3 separate regions of the Ovis aries genome follow, and regions 1 and 3 are each linked to region 2. Evidence: chromatin contacts called from public Hi-C data. All regions are on one chromosome and are shown on one strand. Each heading gives the region's core, a stretch centred on a gene start, on an enhancer-like site or on the middle of the called end of the contact. The rest is flanking DNA. Distances are from core to core; before and after follow the strand shown.

Region 1 (3,498 bases), core at 920-3,419, 130 kb before region 2:
ACCACGATCTAAGCTCAGTGCATAGGTTTCCGGGGTGATGGTCAAGCACATAACTCGAGAACCCCGTTTCCTAACTGGAAATGCCTCCTGAGGGCTCACAAGGCCGCGAACTCTGCCCCCAGGAAGGCACAGGCACAGAGGTGTGAGGACCTCCTAACAGCTCAGCTCTGAGTCCCAAAATGTATGCCAGTAGTTTTTGGTTGTGGAAGACCCCTGCTGCTCGCCCGCCACTCACCTCGGCCTGGAATAAAATCTACAGGGTGGAATAAGATCTCTGTTCAAAGCAGGATAACGCCAGAAAACATCCCAAATGATACGCCTCAGTACCGACTGGAATAAAAATATCGGCAGCATAATGTGAATAGTTAGCGTAATGAAACTGGCTCCCTCATTAACCCCAGGTGCTCCTGAAATCCTTAGCAAGCCTCCATGAATCTAAGAGTTCTTGCTTCGTTTTCCCTCCAGAACATAGCATTTTGATGGTTATGCCAATCCTTCCCATTGGTGAGTTAGACTAAGTGCCACACCAACGTACCCGCTGACCCCCCAGCCTGACTCAGCAGGTGACAGGCCACCACCGCCACGCAGCTCTCTCAACTGACAGTCTGGTTCCGTTCACAGGCATGCCCTGTCTGGTTGCGTCCTGGCTTTATTTTGCTTCCCGGATACTGGGCTTTTCACAAACTGAAGGTCTGTGGCAACCGTGTGTCCAACAAGTCCACTGGTACCATTTTTCCAGTGGCATTATTTTTTAATTAAGGTATTCCAGCCCTCAAGGGGCTCCTGTGCTGACCGGGTAGACACAGCATCTCAGAGAGGTTTGCACTGGGCAAGCAGTGAGCCTCGCGCTAATAGCCTGGACGCTCAGGGGGCTCCCAGCCTTCCCGCTGAGCGCTGTCGTGGCGGTTTTTAGTGAAATCACCCATCACTGCATCAGAAACAGAAACGGCCAAAACATCGCTGCCCAAGTGTGCGAGCCCACATCCCCCTCCTCCCTGACGTGAGACCAAGACGCTATTCACATCCAGGGTTTTCCGGAAGGGGACTCTGGCAACCAGAATGCTCTCCGGCCTGCTTGCAACAATTACACAACTCCACAGAACCAGACTCCCAAAAGGACCCGACAGCATTTTGCGGGAGTCACTAAACAATAGCTGCAAGTCTGTCCTTGGAGACCACACTAAAAGAAAGAGCCAGGGCTAGACTCTTGGTGGGCCCAGAACAAACGTGCGAGTCACTGGCATACAGGCACACTTTTTTTGTGAAATGAGCAGTAAGAGGCTGTGGCCTCCTTTGTCCTAAATTCTGACATGGAGATACTAGATCGTGCAAAGGATAGAGTTTCCTGAGGCAGCCTGAGTCACACGGACAGATGTCTTGGCCTGCCTTACAGAGTCGAGCAGCTTAAAGAGACAGACAAAGACTAGAACTCTGAGGAACCTACAAGGGGTGCTTCACGTGAACAAACTTTAGAAAACGGCCCTCTCCCCGACCTGCCCGTGTAATCCACGTAAAGGCCGAGGACAGCAAGGGGTGCATGGACCAGTTCGGCCAAGCCACACTATTTTAAGTGATTCCAGCCACGGTGAGGGGGTGCGGGGGCGCACCAGTGGCCAGAGCCAGGCGCCGGCCCCCATGCCAGCCCCAGGAAACGGCTCCAAGCAGCCGGCTCTGCAAGGTCAGGGGAAGGCGCTTCTCCCAGCGGGTCTCTCTCTACCTTCGTGGGCACTAACTCCCAGCTCCGGGAACCTCGCCGCGACAGCAAGCGCGGATGGATGGATTCTGGAACCGCAGGAGGCCCCGTTCCGGCGGCGACTTGGCCTCTCCCAGCCCGCGTCCCCGATGCGCCCCGGCCCCCCAGGCTGTCTTGAGGGAAGCTGGACCAGAAGGTAGAGGATAAAGCGCCCGGTCCGGAGCCCCACGGTCCAGTGGGCGGCGGGAGAAAGAGGGAAGCCTGGAGCCGCGGCCGGCCTTACGTGCTTGAGGCAGCGCTCCTTGAGCTTCTCCACCGAGGTGTCCTCGGTCGCCTCCTCCAGCCACTCGGCGCCGTCGAACGCGCAGACGTGCAGCCGCAGCACCTTGCCCGCAAAGATCTTCTCCTCCTGCACGAACATCTCGCCGCCGCCGCCTTCGCCCGGGCCTGGGGCCTGCGCCCGCCGCCCGGTCCCTGAAGGTCACCGGGGCGGGCGGGCCGGGGGCGGGGCCAGGCCGCCCGCGCGCTCCCTCGCTGGCCGCCGCCGCCCCGCCCCCGGCTCTCCCGTCGGCAGGCCGCCCGCCACTCGCCCCACTGCCCGCCCGCCCGAGCAGTCGCCCTCGCCCCGCCGCTGAGCCACCGGGGGCGCGCTGTCGCCGCCGCGCCGGAAGTGCGTCACAGGGCATGACCCGGAGCACGCCGGGAGATGTAGTTTTCCTGCGGCTGCCTCGCCGTCCCCGTCGCCGCCGCGCCAGAAGTGCGTCACTGGTCGCTCCCCGAGCACGCCGGGAGTTGTAGTTCTCGGGGCCGCTTCCTTCGTCCAGCACCTGCCCGCGCTGTGCTAGCCGGGGCCGCCGGCCACGCGGGAGCCGTGCATTTGCGAGTCTGTTTTGCGATGGGTCTCAGTGTAAAATGCACACTGAATCTTAAACAGCTGGCAGGAAAAGAGCACGAAAAATACCTCAACAATGTTTATATATTGACAGTGAGTTGGTGAAAGTCGCTCAGTCGTGTCCAACTCCTTGCGACCCCATGGACTATAGGGTCCATGGAATTCTCCAGGCCAGAATACTGGAGTGGGCAGCCTTTCCCTTCTCCAGGGGATCTTCCCAGCCCAGGGATGGAACTCAGGTCTCCCGCATCGCAGGAGGATTCTTTACCAGCTGAGCCACCGGGGAAGCGCTGTGTGCTGACTGCGTGTTGGAATAGAATGGGCTATATAAAATATGTTGGCACTGCTTATTTTTACTTTTTAAAGCTGTGGCTGCTAGATTTTAGGTTGTCTATGTGGCTGCTGTTGTGTTCTTTGGACTGCATTGCACTAAAGCAGAGTCTCTCTGCGTGTGGTTCCCAGACCAGCAGCACCTGGGAGCTTGTTAGAAGTGCACTTTCTCCTGCCCTGCCCCTATGCCCCCGTCAGGGACTCTGGGGTGGGGCCCAGCACTCAGGCTGCGCAGCCATAGAGGTGCCTTCAGACGGTGCGTGAGCACCGCAGGGAAGAAACATGACCCGCAGACTCAGCACACTCATTTCTGTGGGGGTAACGGATATCAGTATCCACTCTGCAGTTCAGGCTAGACCTGGAGCAAGTGACTGACCTGCACTCTCGCATCTCATCCATTCAAGGACCTTTGCTGAGCAGAGATGAATCCAACACCGTCCCTTTTCTCGGAGGCTGGTGATCTAAATGGGGAGGTGGTCCCGGCATGTCTCCCGTTTAATACACAGGTTCTGTTCCCCTGTGATCATTCTGCTCGTGTGTGAATTCCTTTTATTCAGTTTAGCATTTACCGATAGCCTCCATG
Region 2 (3,485 bases), core at 756-3,255:
GTGCGGGCCGTGGAAGGAGCGCACCCGCCGGGGGATGGGCATGACCGGCATCGGGTCCGGGCGGCGGCGGCGCTAGCTCGCGGCGGTGGCAGAGTCCCGGCGGCGGTCAGCATAGGCGTCGTGGGAGCCTGGGCCTGGGCGGCCGAGGCTGAGCACCGGGGGAGGCTGGGGCCTGCAGGGAGAGGGACACGAAGGGGAGCCGGGTCAGCCAGGACACCACCAGCCTAGGGCTGCCAGGAGACGGAGACTGGAGAGCCACTGAGTTATCGTTTTCAAAAGGCTGAGGACACTCCGAAGGGACCCACAATCACGTGGGAAGCAAAATTCCATCAGTGACACCAGGAAGAAGGGTCAGGACAGAGGGCGCAGACCCCCCACCCCCCACCCCCCAGTGCAGTCAATGCTAAAAGGACAGAAAGGGCCAAGAGAAACCCCGGCTAATCTCCCCCTCCCCAGAGGCTTGGAGAGTCCCCTGCAGTGGACTCAGCCCGGCTTTTAACTGGGATGCCCAAGGCTGCCTTCACTTCTGTGGCTGCTTTATCCAGGGAGAATAAGCCCCTGGGTGGCAACCAGCACAGGACAGGAAGAGGGAGAGAGTGCCCACTGAGCTGACTGGGTCACTCTCTTTAGCAACTTGACAGGCCAAGTGCTGGGGATCAGGCAGCTGGCGCAGGGTTCTGGGCTCCCCCGACGGCGCCTGAACCCCGGTGCTGTCCTTCACCAGGAGGGTAACCTTAGGCAGGTCACCTCACCCTCTGAGAGACTATTCCTGCTCTGCACCATGGGGATGCCAGCAGCACTGGGCTTCCAGGGGTGCTGAAGGAAGCAAGCATTACTGGGCAAAGGCTGCCCATGCCTGGCAGAGGAGGAGATGGGAGCCCAGGGCTGCCCAGTGGTGTCATCGCAGGTCATGGGACTGGACCACCGGAGAGGAGAAAATACCAAGTGGCCCTCTGGCTTTGCCTAGCAACTGCCGTTTATAGCTGTGCCTGGGTCGTGGATGGAAAACAGAACTGGAAGTACAGGATGCGTAAAATCGGAGCGGCAAAGTTGACGACAGGCCCAGGAGAGGCGCTGCCTAGGGCATCGGCCTCCCGTCACGTGGCGTGCAGCCTGGGGGCCTGCAGAGGGGCTGGTGCTTGCTAGCTCTCACTCTGGCCGCCCACGTGCTGCTGTGGCCAGAGCGAGAGGAAAGGGGAGGCCGGCCGCGTCCACCCTTCCCTGCTCATAGGCCCAGCCCTGCCCGCAGGCTGCGGCCAGAACCAGGTCTGACAGCATCTGATGGCACTTAGACATTGGTGCTCCTGCGGGGTCGCAGCCAGGGGTGGGCTGCTAGCCATCCTCCCGTTGCCCACCTCGCCGCGGGCAAAGGGTCTGCGCCACGGGCTTCCAGGTGGGGGGCCGGGGCGACACCCACGCGCTCCCCCAACCCCCGCCCGCTCAGTGCTAGGCCCTCGACCCCCAGAGGCAGGGCCAACCCGTGGCGCCCCTGGGAGCCGCCCCCGCCCCGCCCCGCCCCGCCCGGGCACCCCCGCCTGCTCACCGGCTGCCCTCTCCGCGCCGGCGTCCCGAGCCGCGCGGCCCCCTGTCCCTCGGGACTCCAGGAGCAGGGCGGCCGCATGGTGCCGACGGCGCAGCCCGGACCCTCAAGCGTCCCGGCCCGGGGCCGCCCCGAAGGGACAGGGTCTCCCGCGCCCGGCGGCCGGCGGCGTTTGGCCCAGCGTGGGAGCCGTAGCGCCGTCCCTCTGCGGCCACCGTAGGACTTTCCTCACACACACACCCCCCCACCCACCCTCCGCCCGCGCCGAAACGGACAGCGCCTCCCTTCCCCCTTTTCGGCGTAGACCCGGAGCGCCCGGAACTCGGCGCTTGCCCTCCGAGCGTAAGTGCGTGCGTGCGTGCGTACGCGCCCGGCGCGCGGCCCGTGACGTACCCCCGGACAACACCGCCCCAGGTACCCGGTCGGCGCCTCGGCCCGTCCTGCGCAGGCGCAGATAGAGGATCTGCCCAACGGCGTCCCCACCGCCTCCAGGCAGCTCCTCTGCGCATGCGCCTCTGTGCCCCAGGCTGTGGGCAGTACGCAGGCGCGCGCGCTTGGCTCAGTGATGGTCCTGCGGTCTGTAAAGACGCCTGAATCGTGGTGCTGCTGGTGTTGGCCCCGGCCCTGCGTGTCTGCCGTCCGGCGAGTCTGGAGCGGATTGGGGACACCACCCAAGGTCCCCAAATGTAGGGAGTCAGGACGGACTGGTTGACACCACCCGCAGATGTCAAGATCCCATGTAGGGATCCACAGAGCCCTGGGAGAGAGGATGTCGGTGTAGACGTGTTTAAGTATTTTAATCCGGTCGAGGTCAGGATAGGGGAAACTTAACGCTCCTTGGATGTAATTGGCAAGTTCCACCTACCTGAGTTCTGTCGGGTATGGAGAATCTGTCTCCACACGTGGAAGAAGCTCGTTGCACCCCCAGTGCCTGGGGTCCTGGACTTGGTCGTTGTTTTTCCCATCGGTTGCTCTAGTAGAGGCTAGTTCCTCGGGCATCCTTTACAGAAGACAGTTGGGTGTTCACCTCCCCTTGGCTGACGCCCCAGGGCTGGAGCCCCTACCTGCCAGCACCAGGCGTGCACGTCCTGACCCCAACCAGCCCTCGCCCCGCCCTGTCCTAGGGGTGGAGCACGGTGCTTGGGGACACGCGTGGTGGTTCTATCCCTGTAGCTGCCGCTCCGCTGGTGAGGAGAGTCTGACCGCGTCATGATGGAGAGGGGAGGAAGGGGCCCAGATCAGGTCAGGGGGCCGCAGGAGAGGATGGGAGAGAAGAAGGGTATTGTAAGAAGGGATTCTTAAACTGCATCTTCTCTGTGGCTGGGCCTCTGCAGCTGATCCCTGCTTTGTACCCTAACCGAGGGTGCTGGTTTTCTTCCCCAGATCTGGGTCCAGCCCTGTCCCTTGAAGACGCCCTACCCAGGCCCCCTCCTCAGCCCTGTGAGGAGGCCCCAGTGCTCCCGTCCCTGTCCCTTCGCACTAGCTTTTTCTGTCCCTCTGCCTCTCCTCCACCCAGTGAGCTCCTAGTCACCCTTTAAAACCCCAGTCACTGTGCCCACCTCCAGGAGACTGCCTCCAACTGTGTGCCATCCCTTCCCTGGCCGCCCCCGCCTTGGTGGGAGTTAGTGGTTCTGACTAATCTCAACCATACCCTTTCTCCACCTCAGAAGCTCAAAGATCGGTTGATGGATCGGCCTCTCCCACTGGCTCAGTTTCCTTACCACAGGCCGCACGGTAAGATAGATGTCTGTCTACACCGTGATCTAGTCCGTACATGCACACGATTAAACAACTCCAGAAGCTTCACAGACTGCACTTCTCCTGACCACATGCTCTGCTATGTTCTGTTGTTTCATTCAGTAGACAGGCTGGAAGCCACCATATCTGCAGCCTGACCACCGCCAGTTCCAGAGCCACAAGGACGAAGATGAGGCTGTGTCCTCGG
Region 3 (3,279 bases), core at 715-3,214, 200 kb after region 2:
CAGGAGAACCCCAGGTCCCAGCGTCTGCAGTGAAGTCTGTTTATTGATAGAAAACAGGCGCGTCCAGAGCGGCCCAGGGCTGGAGCACCCTTCTCCAAGGCAGAAGACAGGTCAGCTAGCCTCCGTCTTGCAGGGCTGGGTGGGATCCTGGTCCTCAGCCCCTTCCGCAGCAGTGGTGGATCTGGGGGGCCGCGCAGCCTCTAAAAGGAGCTCCAGGGCCCCCTCGCCAGCCACTCGGCGTACCTTCTCCCCTCTGGCTGCCAGGATTTCTTCAATATTCCTGAGAAAGAGAGAGGTGCTGTGACGTTTCCTGGCCATTTTGCATCTTGGACCCTCGAGGGCACCCCAGGCCAAGCTCAAGTGTGTGGGTCCTAGACTGGTGTGGCACCAGGTCCACCCAGTCAGGAGACGCCTGAACACCATCCCTCACTGTGCGCCACCCCTCACTGAATACCGCCCCTCACTGAACACTGCCTCCACGAGGGGGCGTGGCTGACGCTGCAGGACCAGAGCCCCCAACCACACTAGCTCACACCTGCCCCAGCCTCAGAGAGGACAGAAAGGTGCATGCTAGGACCCGGGCCCCATAGCAGATACTTGGGAAGGAGCGCCTTGTAGGCTGAAGGAAGGAACCACAAAGCAAAAGGTAAGCTGTCAACACAGTCTGATCCCTCCTGTTGGGGACGGGGTGGGGGGTGGCTGACATGTCACCAGGTCCTGCTGCCCCTGAGGCTAGTACTGAGAGCAGAGGCCAGGCAGTGAAGCAGGACCAAGGGCGGATGGCCTAGGGCAGAAAATCGCATACTTGGGGCATACTTCCACCAAAAAGTTATCATGGTTCATCTGAATTCCAAGTTCAACGATGCATTTCTTGACAAGAAAGCTGGGCTATAGAGATAGGCTCTGCAATCTTCATTAGAAGGGCGGTGCCCCAGGGACGGTGGGTGGGGCCGCAGACTCAGGAGGGACCAGGCTAGCCCTGGGATACAGGCCTCTGTCCTCAGCCCTGCCCAGGCAGGCCTCACCTCTTCCCATCCAGGTCCGAGAACCAGCCCAGGTTGTCGGCGATGATGTGATGGTTCTGGCAGCCGGGGCAGGTCACAATGACCACACCCTGGTGATAAGCGAGCTTGGAGATGCGCTTCGAGGACCTGGTCCCACAGACCTTGGGGAGACCCCAAAGTGAGGCCCTCCACACGGCCCCGCCCCCCCAGGACGGATAGCCCCGCCCCTCCAGGACGGATAGCCCCGCCCTCCCAGGACGGATAGCCCCGCCCCTCCCAGGACGGATAGCCCCGCCCCTCCCAGGACGGATAGCCCCGCCCCTCCCAGGACGGAGAGCCCCGCCCCTCCCGGAAGGCTTAGCTCCACCTCCGGAAGGATCTGTCACCCGTGATAGCCCCACCTCTCCCGGAAGGCCCCGCCCCAGCCTGGCCCCACCTCCGGAGGGATCCGCCCCCACTGGTAGTCGCACCCTCCTGGAAGGCCCCGCCCCAGCTTAGCCCTACCTCCGGAAGGATCCGCCCCCACTGGTAGCCCCACCTCTTCGCGCGTCCCCGCCCTCTCCCAGATGGATCCACCCTCGAATGATAGCCCCACCCCTTCACGGAGGTCCCGCCCCTGTGGATGGCCCCGCCCTCCCCCGCCGTTCCGCAGCACCGTCGCGCGCCAGATGCGGACCCGGGCCCCTCCCCGCCGGCACCGCCCCCGCCACGGGCCCACCTTGCAGGTGTAGACAAGCTGGTAGTGCGCCGGCCCGGGTCCCGGCTCGGAGCTCAAGCGCCGCCAGCCCCACCCCCACGCCCGCCTTGTCCTCGCGGCCTGCAGGCGGACCCGGAGACCCCATAGCCACCTCGGGCCGGGCCCGCGGGGCCGCGCGCGGCTCAACAGTATCGGCACGTGGCTCAGCGCCGCCCGCAGCATGCCGCCCTCCGGTCGCCCCGCCCCGCTGCCATCTTGGAAGCGGGCAGCGGCGGAAGCGACCCTCCCCGGCTTCCGGCGCCAGTGGGCGGGCAGTGCTCTGCTGCCCCCTGGCGGGCGGCGGGGAGCTCTGCTGCCCCCTGGCGACCGGCGGCGCGTGCTGGACCGAGACCACTGGGGGCGGCCATGTCCGGACCGCGGTAGTTTATTGACAAAGTTGCACTTTAAGGTGCCCACACAGAACCCTCCCGTGCTCGCCGACGAAGAGGCGGCCTGGGGGCGGGGGGGGCGGCGCGCCCCGCTCCCGCGACGGGGAGGGCTGGACGGTGGGCCGGCTAGGCGCCCTCGGTGTCGGTGTTGTCGCTGCCCGTGGTGTTCTCTCCGTCCGCCTCCCCCTGCCGCGCGCCGAGCTGCATCTTCCGGAGGGCCCGCTTCCTGCGGGAGACCCAGACAGCGCAGGCGGGCGGGGGCTCGCACGAGGCCCCCGCCCGCAGCCCCACCCACCGCCCGCGCGGGCCCACCTGCGGTAGTTCTCGAAGCTCTCCTTGAGGCGCCGCCGGCCCTTCTCCTTCTCTGGGGGCTCCCGGCCGTTCAGTCCTGCGTCCTGGAGGAGGGGCGAGGCTCGGACTCCGGCCGGCGCCCCTGTGGGCCCCACTCCCGGCCCCGGGGCTGCGCACTGGGGACCAGGTCGGCGGGGTGCGCTGTCCCTCTTTTCAGATGACATGACAGGCCCAGGGACAGGCCCGGGGACCCTCGGCGCCAGGCCAGGGTTCCTTCCACTACAGTGTCTGGGGTGACCCCTTTTGTTGTCAGGCTCAGTGCAGTGGACAGGGAGGCCGAGTTCCACTCACTTAACGCTGAGCCCTGTCCAGAAGACTGGACTGCTCCCTGCCCGGCTTTGTCTACAAATGGAGGAGTCTCAGCTTCACTTCACTTTCCAAACACCCACCACACCCCAGGAGCCCATGGGCAGAGTCTGGGCTCAGGCCCCGGACATCCAGGTGGAGGAATCACTCTCAGGGGTCCAGGCTGAGAACCTCCCCAGGGGCCTCCCAGGGACCCCAGGCAGCCTTACTTCTGGGGTCAGCGATAGCTGTTCCTCCTGTGGAGCCACAGACGGCTGCTCCGGGCTCTCCCCGATGGCCAGGCTGCCTGGAAGGGAGAGTGCCTGTCCGTCCTGCCCAGCTGCCAGGTACCTCTTACCTCCTCAGCCTGGGCCAGCCCTGTGCCACCTCCTGGGTCCTTACTTGGACCTGCCAGGATTCCCGTTGTGTAGGTACGGGGACTCAAGTTCACTTCTCACCCCCCGAGTAGACGGCTCAGGTGCCCTGGGAGCAGGGGCTGAGGTCCTAGGGCTCC

Evidence for each region. Hi-C and Micro-C count contacts between places; a contact is called where the count stands out from the background.
Region 1: a Hi-C map of hypothalamus shows a contact between it and region 2, with 6 times the contacts expected there. The contact joins the promoter of UBAC1 here to the promoter of TMEM250 in region 2. A contact is called at or near these places in 9 of 16 Hi-C or Micro-C datasets (blood, hypothalamus, liver and 5 more).
Region 3: a contact with region 2 is called in a Hi-C map of liver, with 2.8 times the contacts expected there. The contact joins the promoter of DNLZ here to the promoter of TMEM250 in region 2. A contact is called at or near these places in 2 of 16 Hi-C or Micro-C datasets (liver and tail adipose tissue).

What each region holds. Positions count from the first base shown.
Region 1 is chr3:3,450,858-3,454,355 of ARS-UI_Ramb_v3.0, reverse strand. UBAC1 (UBA domain containing 1) reads right to left here and starts at 2,169. Exons shown (of 10, transcript XM_004005569.5): 1 at 1,977-2,169. The coding sequence starts at 2,114.
Region 2 is chr3:3,317,945-3,321,429 of ARS-UI_Ramb_v3.0, reverse strand. TMEM250 (transmembrane protein 250) reads right to left here and starts at 2,005. Exons shown (of 2, transcript XM_012160626.4): 1 at 1,934-2,005; 2 at 1-172. The coding sequence starts at 51. It also overlaps LOC105607253.
Region 3 is chr3:3,115,244-3,118,522 of ARS-UI_Ramb_v3.0, reverse strand. It overlaps DNLZ (DNL-type zinc finger), which reads right to left and starts at 1,964. Exons shown (of 3, transcript XM_015093830.3): 1 at 1,723-1,964; 2 at 1,026-1,165; 3 at 26-280. The coding sequence starts at 1,923. The coding sequence ends at 112. It also overlaps a transcript of LOC101116303 not described here.